Linked DNA regions of Mus musculus: region 1 is linked to region 2. The links are chromatin contacts, called in public promoter capture Hi-C maps. All regions are on one chromosome and are shown on one strand. Each heading gives the region's core, a stretch centred on a gene start, on an enhancer-like site or on the middle of the called end of the contact. The rest is flanking DNA. Distances are from core to core; before and after follow the strand shown. Region 1 holds the start of Sorl1 (sortilin-related receptor, LDLR class A repeats-containing). Region 2 holds the start of Hspa8 (heat shock protein 8).

The links. Capture Hi-C pulls out chosen DNA fragments and counts their contacts.
Region 1: a promoter capture Hi-C map of liver shows a contact between it and region 2, with 5 times the contacts expected there. The contact joins the promoter of Sorl1 here to the promoter of Hspa8 in region 2. A contact is called at or near these places in 1 of 39 promoter capture datasets (liver) and 1 of 9 other capture datasets (liver).

What each region holds. Positions count from the first base shown.
Region 1 is chr9:42,121,405-42,127,168 of GRCm38.p6, reverse strand. It overlaps Sorl1 (sortilin-related receptor, LDLR class A repeats-containing), which reads left to right and starts at 2,872. Exons shown (of 48, transcript NM_011436.4): 1 at 2,872-3,340. The coding sequence starts at 3,056.
Region 2 is chr9:40,799,393-40,804,948 of GRCm38.p6, reverse strand. Hspa8 (heat shock protein 8) reads right to left here and starts at 3,673. Exons shown (of 9, transcript NM_031165.5): 1 at 3,601-3,673; 2 at 2,822-3,031; 3 at 2,326-2,531; 4 at 2,058-2,210; 5 at 1,420-1,975; 6 at 1,007-1,209; 7 at 586-784; 8 at 254-486; 9 at 1-17. The coding sequence starts at 3,026. Snord14c (small nucleolar RNA, C/D box 14C) reads right to left here and starts at 1,366; the gene lies at 1,280-1,366. Snord14d (small nucleolar RNA, C/D box 14D) reads right to left here and starts at 954; the gene lies at 868-954. Snord14e (small nucleolar RNA, C/D box 14E) reads right to left here and starts at 201; the gene lies at 111-201.

The DNA of each region.
Region 1 (5,764 bases), core at 1,623-4,122, 1.3 Mb before region 2:
CAACTTGTTGTAGATGTTGGTTCTCTTTCTCCACTACGTGGGTCCTGGGAATTGAACTCTGCTTACTGGGTTTGGCAACAAGCACCGCACCTTTCCCTGCTAAGCTGTCCATGTATAGATCCATGCATATTGATTTTTGTAGTGATGTTGTCCAGCATCATAGCAAGGCCGTGGGTAGGGCAGAGAGGGCTAGAATACATCTTCCCCTTGTCTATGGCCCTGGGGAGATGGAGGAAGTACAAGCTTTTTTACAACCCAGATCTGGTTTTGAAGTTAGGAAAACTACCCCGCTTGGATTGCACAACTCAGCTCTGACTCCTGTTCGGGGTGAACTTGCCCTGTGGCTCTTCCGCTCTCACCTCTCACGCTCTTGTAGGAGTCCCAAAGGTAGAGAATAATCTTACCGACCAGGGAACCCTCCTAACCCCTGCCCCAAAAGCATAAACAAAAGAGAAAAGAAAAAACAAACCCACCAAACCCATGTAGAAACTTGCCACAAGACCAGAACCATCATGCAGACCTCCAACGCTGCCTGCACAGTCCTTTGCTGTGGGGAGTGTCACAGTTTTTTTTTTTTTTTTTTACATACACGAGCTCACTTGCTTGGTACTCTGACTGTTAGCAGAGGTGGGGTAAGAACTAAGTCCTCTATTTTATAGGTGAGAAAACGGAAGCTCCAGGGAGGGCATTCAGCCAAGTCCCCATAGCTAGAATTGGGCCTTTGCCTTAAAAAAATTCAGTGTGCTTTCTTTCTCCTGTGCCCCATGGTTCTGCAGCCCACGGTCTCCCCGAGAGCCGACTATCCACCTAAGAATGGCTTAGAATGTAGATAATGATTAGAGAGGAAGGCATTCGAGGAGTAAATTAACCGTGTTCAAGCATTCTTGCCAGTTTTATAGCATTGAAATTACAAATCCAAATCAAAATGAGCAAGTAGCTGGTCCTGCCCTACTAATCCTTCCACGCAAATTGCCACCTGAAGCTGAAGCCAGCAGTTCACAGGGGCAGACCGCTTTGTCTTCCACACAACAACTAGAAGCCGCTTGGGGTTGTTTTCTGCTGAGAGCCTAACTCATCGAAGATGGTTCTCATTAAAGATAGCCTGACAAACAACCGATGATCAAATCTCATGCAGGGTGTTCTGACTGTAGGCTGTTCCTTTAGTCTTCTCCTGGGAGTCAAAGATGGCAGAGGTGCTGATGGTTCAGTGGCTGTGAGTTAGGTGGCTCAACAATCATCTGAGTTGGGGAGGGAAAGGGTTGTGGGAGGGTGGGAGGCTGCAGAACCTCAGCTGGGGCGGGTTGAGGGAGATGAAGGGATGCTGGCATTCTTTCACAGGTGATAGTCATATTTTGAGCTCATAGTTACAGAGGCTGGGAGGGAAGTCTGTGAGCATGGCGTTGGCACCTTCTCAGCTTCCAGCAAGAGCCGGATGCTGCTTCAGCTCATAGGAGGTCTAGCTGTTTTAGAGATAAAACAAGGAGGGCTCCTTGCTTTATGAGAACTGCTTTAGGCGGAGCTAAAGTTCAACTGCTCTACCCACTGTTCTTGGGAGAACAAACTTACTCCACTGAGAAAGGCCCGGTTCCTCTCAATAGCATAATCAACCCTTAAAGGCACCCACCACAATGGCAATACACTTCAACCCAGGGACAAACCCAGTTCAGATCATGACAGGTTCTGGCGGGTTGCCCAAAGCGGTATAGATTGGAGGGAGGGAGGAACGAAGGAACTAGATTAGGCTAACTAGACTGAAGTTGAATGGCAAGTAAACAAGAGACAGAACCAAGCTCCGGGCTTGCTGAAGTGGCAGAAAGGTGTGTGTGTGTGTGTGTGTGTGTGTGTGTGTGTGTGTGTGTGTGTGTGTGTGTGTGTGTGTGTGTGTGTGTGAGAGAGAGAGAGAGAGAGAGAGAGAGAGAGAGAGAGAGAGAGAGAGAGAGAGAGATCGAGAGAGATCACCTTCCCTTCTCTAAACCAATGGACGGCTTTGAGTCATCCCAATAACCAGGACTGGAGTCTGGAGAGACCTAGGATGAAATACAGGTTAATACTTAACTGCTCCCACCAGCTGGGGGAAAAATGTATAAAAGCGGTTACAATCTGGCTCTTGGAGCTGATTTTAAGGTGCATTGAAAGTGCACCCCGTCTTTGGGCATCTGATTCCTCCAGTACATGAGCAGTCTTTACAGCCTTTACAACTAATGGTGTTTGGTTGAAACACACATCTTAGCTCTGAGAGTGGCTCAATGCTGGAACATCTTAAGGGACCAAAGCAGGAGGCTGGTAGGGCCCTGGGCCATGCCTAGTGTAGTTGTCCAGGTGGAGCAAGTATAGCCTAGGTTTTACTGCTTCTGGGCAGGGTGTTTGTCTGCTATACTCTGCTGGACGCAGGGGCAGTTAGTTCAGCTTGATCAAAGGTAGTTTGAGCTGTAGCCATTTCAAGCGCATTTCTGGTAGTTGAAACCACGTAAGTTTCACAAACCAGCAGGTTCATCTTGACTTACTTTGTTGGTGTGCTAAGGGCCAGTTCTGTGGTTTGCTTTCCATTGGAGGTGAACATGAGGCCAAGGCCCAGGAAGGTGGTTGAGTGGCTGCACAAGGTGCAGAGACTGATGGCAGTTTGGGGCGACCAGGGTACCCCAGGAGCCCATGGAGTAGCTAACTCAACCCGGGGAAATAGAGCACGGCGCCCACGCAACTCTTCACTGCGGTAGGGAGGGCGAGGTGTGCGCGAAGGGGACCACGGTGCCCTCAGGCGGGCGCTCCCTGCCTTGACTTCCCCATCCCAGGGGGCGGGGCCGCAGTCGCAGCGAGCGGAGAAAGTGCGCGAAGGGGGACGCGCTGCGAGCTCACACGTGACGGCACGGCGCCGAGCGAGCGGGACCCGGCGGCGGCGGTGGCCGTGGCTGCGGTGGCGGGCGCAGCGGAGCGGCCCGGGCGGCTTGGAGCCCCGGGAGCGGCGCGCGCGGCCCCGGCCCTGGCCCCGCGCTGTCCCGGCGCGCGCTGCACATTCTCTCCTGGCGGCGGCGCCACCTGCGGGAGCGTTCGCCCGAACATGGCGACACGGAGCAGCAGGAGGGAGTCGAGACTCCCTTTCCTATTCGCCCTGGTCGCGCTGCTACCCCGCGGGGCTCTCGGCGGGGGCTGGACGCAGAGATTGCACGGTGGCCCGGCGCCCTTGCCCCAGGACCGGGGCTTCTTCGTGGTGCAGGGCGACCCGCGCGATCTCCGGCTAGGAACGCACGGGGATGCCCCGGGGGCGAGCCCGGCGGCCAGGAAGCCACTCAGGACCCGGCGGAGCGCTGCTCTGCAGCCCCAGCCTATCCAGGTGTATGGACAGGTGAGCACTTCTGCAAGCCACCTCCTTCCAGCCCCTTTCTCTCCCACCACTTCCTCACCCCCGCACCCATCCTTTGCAGTCGCTTCCCAGGTGCTGGCTCCGCTTGGGGACTTCCCGGCTGGCATGTTTGTTTCATTTCTTTTTCTTCTCCTTTCCCCCTGTACATCACATGAGTACAGCCGTCAGCACTCTGGTCGCATAGATCTTTTTTCTTTTTCCTCCTTTCTGTCGATTTTAGCAGATGTGTTCCAGGTAACTGGAAGGGTGCAGAGCCTCTCTTCCCTAGCCTGTATGCAGACAGACTAGGGTAGTTTCTGGCAGGATTTTGAGGGGTACAGCATAAATTTTACATCTGGATAAAAACGGGCATAACCCCCCTCCCTTCCACCCCAACTCCCGTACCATCCTTTGGCAGCGGGAGCGAGAATCCTGCAGTTGTAAAGCACTTAAGCAGAATTGCAGAGGAGGGCATGCCATGTTTATTCTCATGAACCCCAGTAAAGGTGGGCAACTCTCAAAGCGCTACGAATGCCCCTTGTGTACCCAGTAGACATATGTGTGCGTGTGAGCTCGTGAATATCTGCGTGTAAGGCTGGATTCTCTTCGTTGGGAGTACAGCACATCAATCCGTCCCCTTTCCATCCCAGCCCTTCAAGGTGATGGCTTTATTTTAGATAGAAACTATCTCTTATGACACTTGGGATTTGAGACTACTGCAAGAAATTTGCTGGGCTTAATATTCATTAAAGGATTTATTTCTATCCAGGCAATGGGTTTATTAGGTCATAAGTAACACACATTTCACTCATGGCCCCCACTGACTGCTGGGTTGCCAAGTTGAATTTGTCCCCCTTCGTATCAGCGCTGGTGGAATCAATTTGCCCGTATTATTGTCTACTCAGAGACTCCCAGTCCTTCAGTTAAGATTGACATCAGCAAAACTAGAAGGTCGGTGGGAGAGAAATGGTGGGCCTGATGGAGCTGACCAACACAACCATGTCCCAGAGCGACTGTTGCTTTCTAAAGTACAAATTAAGTGATTAGCTGGGGGTTCTGCCTTTCTTCACTGATTTTGGCTATAGCAAAGTCTTCCTTCAGGCCATACATAGAGTTAAGCAATCAACTCCTGGAGCCAGAAAGCGTCTCATAAAACATGCCACCCTATTGTGTCACCCTATTGTGTCACGTTTTGAGTGAAGAAACCCAAACTGTGACAGGTGCGATGACTGGTCCAAGGTCACGCAGGAAAGGGCTGTGAGCACTGTAGTTCTCTTGCCTGCATGGTCTCACTGACCTTTGGGTGCTGGGAGGTGGGGGGTCACCTTGTCTCTGCTCAGTGCTTCCTAAACATCTCCTTTCTAAAATAAAATGTATATATCGTTATGAAGACAGAGGGGCGGTTGTGTGTGGGTGGGAGTAGCTGACATCTGCCCACCACCAGACCACTTGCCCCTGGGCAGGAATGTATACCAGATGACCTGTAACTGCTTGATGGTGTATGTATGTGCGTGTGCGTCTGTGTGTACGTGGTGTGTGCAGCGCTTAGACTCCTGAAGCCCACCTGCCCTGTTTTGGGCCCAGATCCTTGTGCCCCCCTTTTCATCCCCATCTGAAACTTCCTTTTTGTAATTTGGAAGTCAGCAAGATTGCTCTTGGCAGGCATGGCAGCTTGGAATTGCCGAGGGTGGGTCTCTCCAGCTTGCTGAGCTCTGCTGTGCTCCTGAGAGGGTGGGCTGGGTGTGGGAGGAGTGAGTGTTCAGGTCCCCTCCAGCCTAGCTTTGGTGGACAGAGGCACCTTCTAGTCTCCGTGGCATCCATGCAGGTGCTCTTTATTTCCTCCTTCCTTAGGGTTTGCCCTGTGAAAATCTCCCAGGGATTTATAGCAAGCTAGAGACGAACTCTGTCCTCTTTGGGAGCCTCTCCAAACACTTCCCCCCCACCCCCCGCCCCCTGCGCTTTGCTTTCATGTCTTCAGGCCAGCCAGACTGGTTCCATTGAAGGATGCAGATCCAGCCAACAGTTGGACTCAGAATGAGGCATTCCCACACAACAGTGAGGATCCCTCCTGTACCCGTCCTCACTAGGGCTGCCTTCCTAGGCCCCCATTCCCTATTGCTACAGGTTAAGGAAAAAAATAGCATTACCCTTCCTTGTGGAGGAGTGGACTCAGACAGAAGGAAGACCTAACTTTATGGTATGGGATTTCTGCCACAAGCTCTAACCTGGTGCAGGCCCTTCGGACTACAGGCTCAGGAAGCAGTGACTGAATGGCTTAGGGGCTCTTCTCTGGGTCTCTGGGGTGATGTATGTCTATTTGGAATCACCTCTGTAGCTGAGGTGGCCATATGTGTACCTCGGTTTTTCCTGGGACATACCCAGGTATGAATAGTGCCTCCACCCCCTACCCCCCCAAATGCGGCTGTG
Region 2 (5,556 bases), core at 2,424-4,923:
TCTTCCTTCTCTGCAGTCTGAGAAAAAAGAAATCAAATTTATTAAAAGATCTCCAATTACTTTGGGGGGAGGAGACTGACAACTAAGCCTAAAGAACCCTTAGCTATTGAGTCACTCAGACATCCAAGGAAGGTAACTGCCAACACTGCCTTGCGTTCTGGTGGAAACCGCGAATGTTTGGACCATTCATCATCATTGTGACCCCTCTCAGCCCTTTTCTGAATGAACATCTACTTATTGGCAAAACACATACCTGGTTCTTATCCAGCCAGCTGATGATTTCATTGCACTTGTCAAGAATCTTCTGTTTGTCCTCATCATTGATCTTGCCTTGAAGTTTCTCATCTTCCACAGTTGCTTTCATGTTGAAGGCATAGGACTCCAGTGAGTTCTTGGAGGAAACCTTATCTCTCTGCTTCTCATCCTCAGCCTTGTACTTCTCAGCTTCTTGGACCATGCGCTCAATATCTTCCTTACTCAAGCGGCCTGATGATGAAAGTTACAAAATCATGAGCATGTCTCTTTAATGGTAAGAGCAAACCTTGTTCTTTCTATTCAGAAAGAAAGCAGCAGGTCCATACTTACCCTTGTCATTGGTGATGGTGATCTTGTTCTCCTTTCCTGTGCTCTTATCTACAGCAGAAACATTGAGGATGCCATTGGCATCGATGTCAAAAGTAACCTCAATCTGAGGGACCCCACGGGGTGCTGGAGGGATGCCTGTGAGCTCGAACTTTCCAAGCAGGTTGTTGTCCTTGGTCATGGCCCTTTCACCTTCATACACCTAGAAGAGACAATAAAAATTAAGACATCCAATTTTAGAAACTACTGCTCGTGTGGCTTAAGCTCAAATTTGGGGAAGATAAGTTCGCTCAGACATCCAAGGAAGGAACTAGCCAACACAGCATTTCTGGTGGAAACTACGAATGGTTTTGGAATCCATCATCACAGCGAGGAACTTCCCTGGGCTTTCTATACAAGCTACAAAATTCTAGGGACAACATACCTGAATGAGTACACCAGGCTGGTTGTCAGAGTAGGTGGTGAAAGTCTGTGTCTGCTTGGTGGGGATGGTGGTATTGCGCTTGATGAGGACAGTCATGACTCCGCCAGCAGTTTCAATACCAAGGGAAAGAGGAGTGACATCCAAGAGCAGCAAATCCTGAACGTTCTCAGACTTGTCTCCAGATAGAATGGCTGCCTGGACAGCTATAAAAAGAAAAAAAATGTTAGAAACAACGCACTGTAACTGCAGTCTACTCAACATATGTATGTTTCATTCGCTCAGACATCCAAGGAAGGAACTAGCCAACACAGTACTTCTGGTGGAAACTACGAATGGTTTTGGAATCCATCATCACAGCGAATCTTACAGGACTTGTTGAGATTATAAAGACTATAAAGGCTGTATGTATTTACCTGCACCATAGGCAACAGCTTCATCGGGGTTAATGCTCTTGTTCAGCTCTTTTCCATTGAAGAAGTCTTGCAGAAGTTTCTGAATCTTGGGGATTCTGGTAGAACCACCCACCAAGACAATATCATGGATCTGTGACTTGTCCAGCTTGGCATCTCGAAGGGCCTTCTCTACAGGGTCCAGTGTGCCACGGAACAGGTCAGCATTCAACTCCTCAAATCGAGCCCGGGTAATGGAGGTATAGAAGTCAATTCCCTCATAGAGAGAATCAATCTCAATACTGGCCTGGGTGCTGGAGGAGAGGGTGCGCTTGGCCCGCTCGCAGGCCGTGCGGAGACGGCGGACAGCTCTCTTGTTCTCACTGATGTCTTTCTTGTGCTTTCGCTTGAACTCAGCAATGAAATGATTGACCATTCGGTTGTCAAAATCTTCTCCACCTAAGTGGGTGTCTCCAGCTGTTGATTTGACCTCAAAAATTCCATCCTCAATAGTGAGGATTGACACATCAAAAGTGCCACCTCCCAAGTCAAAAATGAGCACATTCCTTTCAGCTCCGACCTGTCAAATAAGACATTCTTAGCTCAGGCCTGTTTCTGGCAAGTTAACCCTAACAAAGTTGTACTTGATTTGAAATGCCTACCTTCTTATCTAAGCCGTAAGCAATAGCAGCAGCAGTTGGTTCATTGATGATTCGAAGTACATTGAGGCCAGCAATAGTTCCAGCATCTTTTGTTGCCTGTCGCTGAGAGTCATTGAAGTAAGCGGGCACTGTGACCACAGCGTTGGTAACGGTCTAAAAAACAATGAATTGCACAATTGTTTGGTTGGCAAATTCCCGATCAGAATGTGTGAATTAAACATAAAGGTAACACCCATCTCAAATGGCACCTGTTAAAAAAAAAACCCACCTTTCCGAGGTACGCTTCTGCAATTTCCTTCATCTTTGTCAGAACCATGGAGGACACTTCCTCTGGGTAGAAACTTTTTGTCTCCCCTTTGTATTCCACTTGGACCTTGGGCCTGCCTGCATCATTCACCACCATGAAGGGCCAGTGCTTCATATCAGACTGAACAACAGCATCATCAAACCTACGCCCGATCAGACGTTTGGCATCTGTAAAATATTAAACATACCTCATCACACTCCTTAGTGCCTATCACTGCAAAAAAAAAAAAAACCAAAAAAACAGAAAACAAAAACCTGCAGCACCCATCTAGATGGACGTAATCTCTAGTGCAGGAAGCCAAGGCCCATATTTAAAATCTTGTGGCCTTATATTGTCATATTTAAACAGTTGCAATCTCAGGCTGCAGTTATTAAGGCAGATCTGTTTCTACATTCCAAATGCCCTGCCCCCCAGCCCTTTTACTCATGCTAGTGGCACAAAGATGCTGGCGACTTACCAAAAACTGTGTTGGTGGGGTTCATTGCAACCTGATTCTTGGCCGCATCCCCAATTAATCTCTCTGTGTCCGTGAAAGCAACATAGCTTGGCGTGGTGCGGTTACCCTGGTCATTGGCAATAATTTCCACCTTTCCATGCTGGAAGACACCCACACAGGAGTAGGTGGTGCCGAGATCAATGCCAACTGCAGGTCCCTTAGACATGGTTGCTATTAGAAAAAAAAAGGAGGGGGGCTAAGCACTCGCTTTCCGGCTTTTATCCAGTCCGCAGTGGGTCTGGACTTGGTGACCCAGACCTATCACCTGAAGCCACGCGGCAGGCTCGTGGCAGCAGTGCTGCAGTATAGGTGGTCTGTGCCAAGCCTGGCACAGCCCGCCCAAGGCTCAAGGAACCATCTGTCCTAAAGGTCTGCGACAATGGTGGAGCACGTGGCCACCTCCGAGCGCCCCCCGAACCCCCCCCACCCGGACCGCGCACCGCGGGAGCCAGGATCCCCCTTTCCCACCTCGGGGGGCCCTGCCCTGTGGGCGCCGGGCAGAAGCCTTATATTTGAAGTCACAGACAGGATAAAAAGACCAGGGCGCCTGTGGCTCCCCTCCCCCGCCACGCGGAGCCACAAGGCCATGGCGGCGCCGCCCTGACTCAGCCCATCCTCCGGATCTGCTGCAGTCTCTGTCCCTGGTGGTGACGGCCTGAGCTGCAGCCGCCGCCTAAGAGACTCCCCGGGACTCCTGCACCACCCCGGACCCCCGCAAACCCCCGAGTCCCATGCCTCACCTTGTGTGTAGGCCCAGCTGCGCTGACGACGAGACCACACAAATGCCAGGCAGCTGCCTCCGCGTTCAATGAGACCGGTTTCCGCCCGCTTCCCTCTCTCTTATACCCTGTCTTAGAACCTTCCAGAAGGGTGCCGCCCCATCCCGCTGCCGATCATAGCTTCTTAGCCAATGGACGACCAGCCCTTGCCGACTGCACTAATGAAGAGCCAGAACGCTCGCCTAGGTCCCGCCTTCTCCCCGCCCCGCCTCGCGATGACGCACGACCGCGGCGTTCTGGAACTTTCACGCTCGCCCCCGCTCTGGGAACGGCCCGGGGGGAGCGGAGAAGGCGGGGCGCCGGGAGCCCGCGCGCGGGAGTCCTCTGTCACTCAGAGCTGCTGGGGGAGGGGAGAGGGTCGCCGGCGAGTGCGCGTGCGCGACCCGGCAGCGCAGGCGGGAGGGGGCGGAAGGATGCCCTGGGAGGAAGGCGGGTACCTCCGCGACGGACCAATGAGAGCAGCGTTCGGCCGGATCCCTACCTCTTGGGACCCCGGGCTGCCTGAGAGAAGAGCCTGAGGGAGGGGGAGTCCGGGAAGAGAAGACGGAAGTGGGGCGAGGACAAAATGGCTGCGAAGGTTGTTGCGCCCCTCCCCCACACGACCCTCGGTCCTTCTCCCTGAGCCCGGCGGTTTCCCGGCCTCGGGCTTGGTCCACCCCAGCCTGAGACTAAGGAGCACTGCTAGGCTTCTTGTTTCGTGCTGCCAGCTTGTGGGAGGCTAAGCCGCCGCGCTATCTCGCTGGCTTTCCCCACCCCTCACCCCCCACAAAATGGGACACCTCGATTCCCCCCCCCCCCAGTGCGGAGGCTCGATCTGCCTGGCTCGCCACATGTCCCCAGGATCGTTTGTGATCCTCTATCAAAGAAATGGCCCAGTCCTCTCTGCTTACCCCTGAGCCGAACGCCCCTCCCCACCTCCGCTGTCCCACAGGGGACAGCGTGACCTCTGTCCCCTCTCTGCTCCACCAGACTCATCAGTTAATGGAATAAATGTACGAAAGATAAATGTTTTTTGTCCCTTTGTGGGTGAGCTAGGCACTGGCATTCCTGGTTTCCGGCAGCCCCGTGTCCTTGATAGAGTGATCGCGACCTTTTTATTTTCAGTAACATGAGGTAATGTCTCTCCTGACTTGACTTTTACCAAAAATTAAACGCCCGGCCGCGCTGAGTCCTTGAAAACGTGACTGAGCCAATGGCCGGAGCGAGTGCTTAGACTCTGAAACCGCAGTGCCTGGAGGCTGGGCGTTCCGGGCCTCGTCACACCCGGCTCTCTAGCACTTTCCACGCGTCCTTTCAAATAGGCAGGGAGTGCAGCTCTTTATTAGTTAGATAGGTTGTCTTTTTATTTTTTAAAGAATACTGTTGTGGCGTTTAAATTGGAAGGTCTCCAGACCACGTGAGGAAGGCTAGCGGAAGACCGGGGACTCTTTGTCCTTGTCAAAAGCTAGTAATCACTAAGACAGTCATAAATAAATTTTTTCTTTGGTATTTGCATCTCGGGAGGAATGTTGGCTTGGAGTTCATGGGAGGATGTACAAGGATGTAACTCTGTTGCAGTTCAAGAAGATCGTTTTAATACAATGCTTTTTGCTAACCTAAAGTGTACATAACATGTAAAGTGCTCTCTATAAATATCAAAACACTTTTCTAAGGTATGTAGTACCCCATATTAGAAACCTGAGGGAAAGTGAGACACAGAGACATTACTTATAGGAATAGACACAACTGTTTTTTCTTGGAATCACCCTCTCCACTTTTTTCTTTTTTCTTTAAGCTAAGGTGTGGTGGTTCGAGCTTTTAGTTAGCACTGAGGAGAAGGATCAAAAGTTTTGCTAGACAGAAGTTAGGATATATGAGACTGTCAGTCTGTAAGTAAATTTTTAAAAATTTAGAGCCGGAGTCTGTTTCACAAGCTTA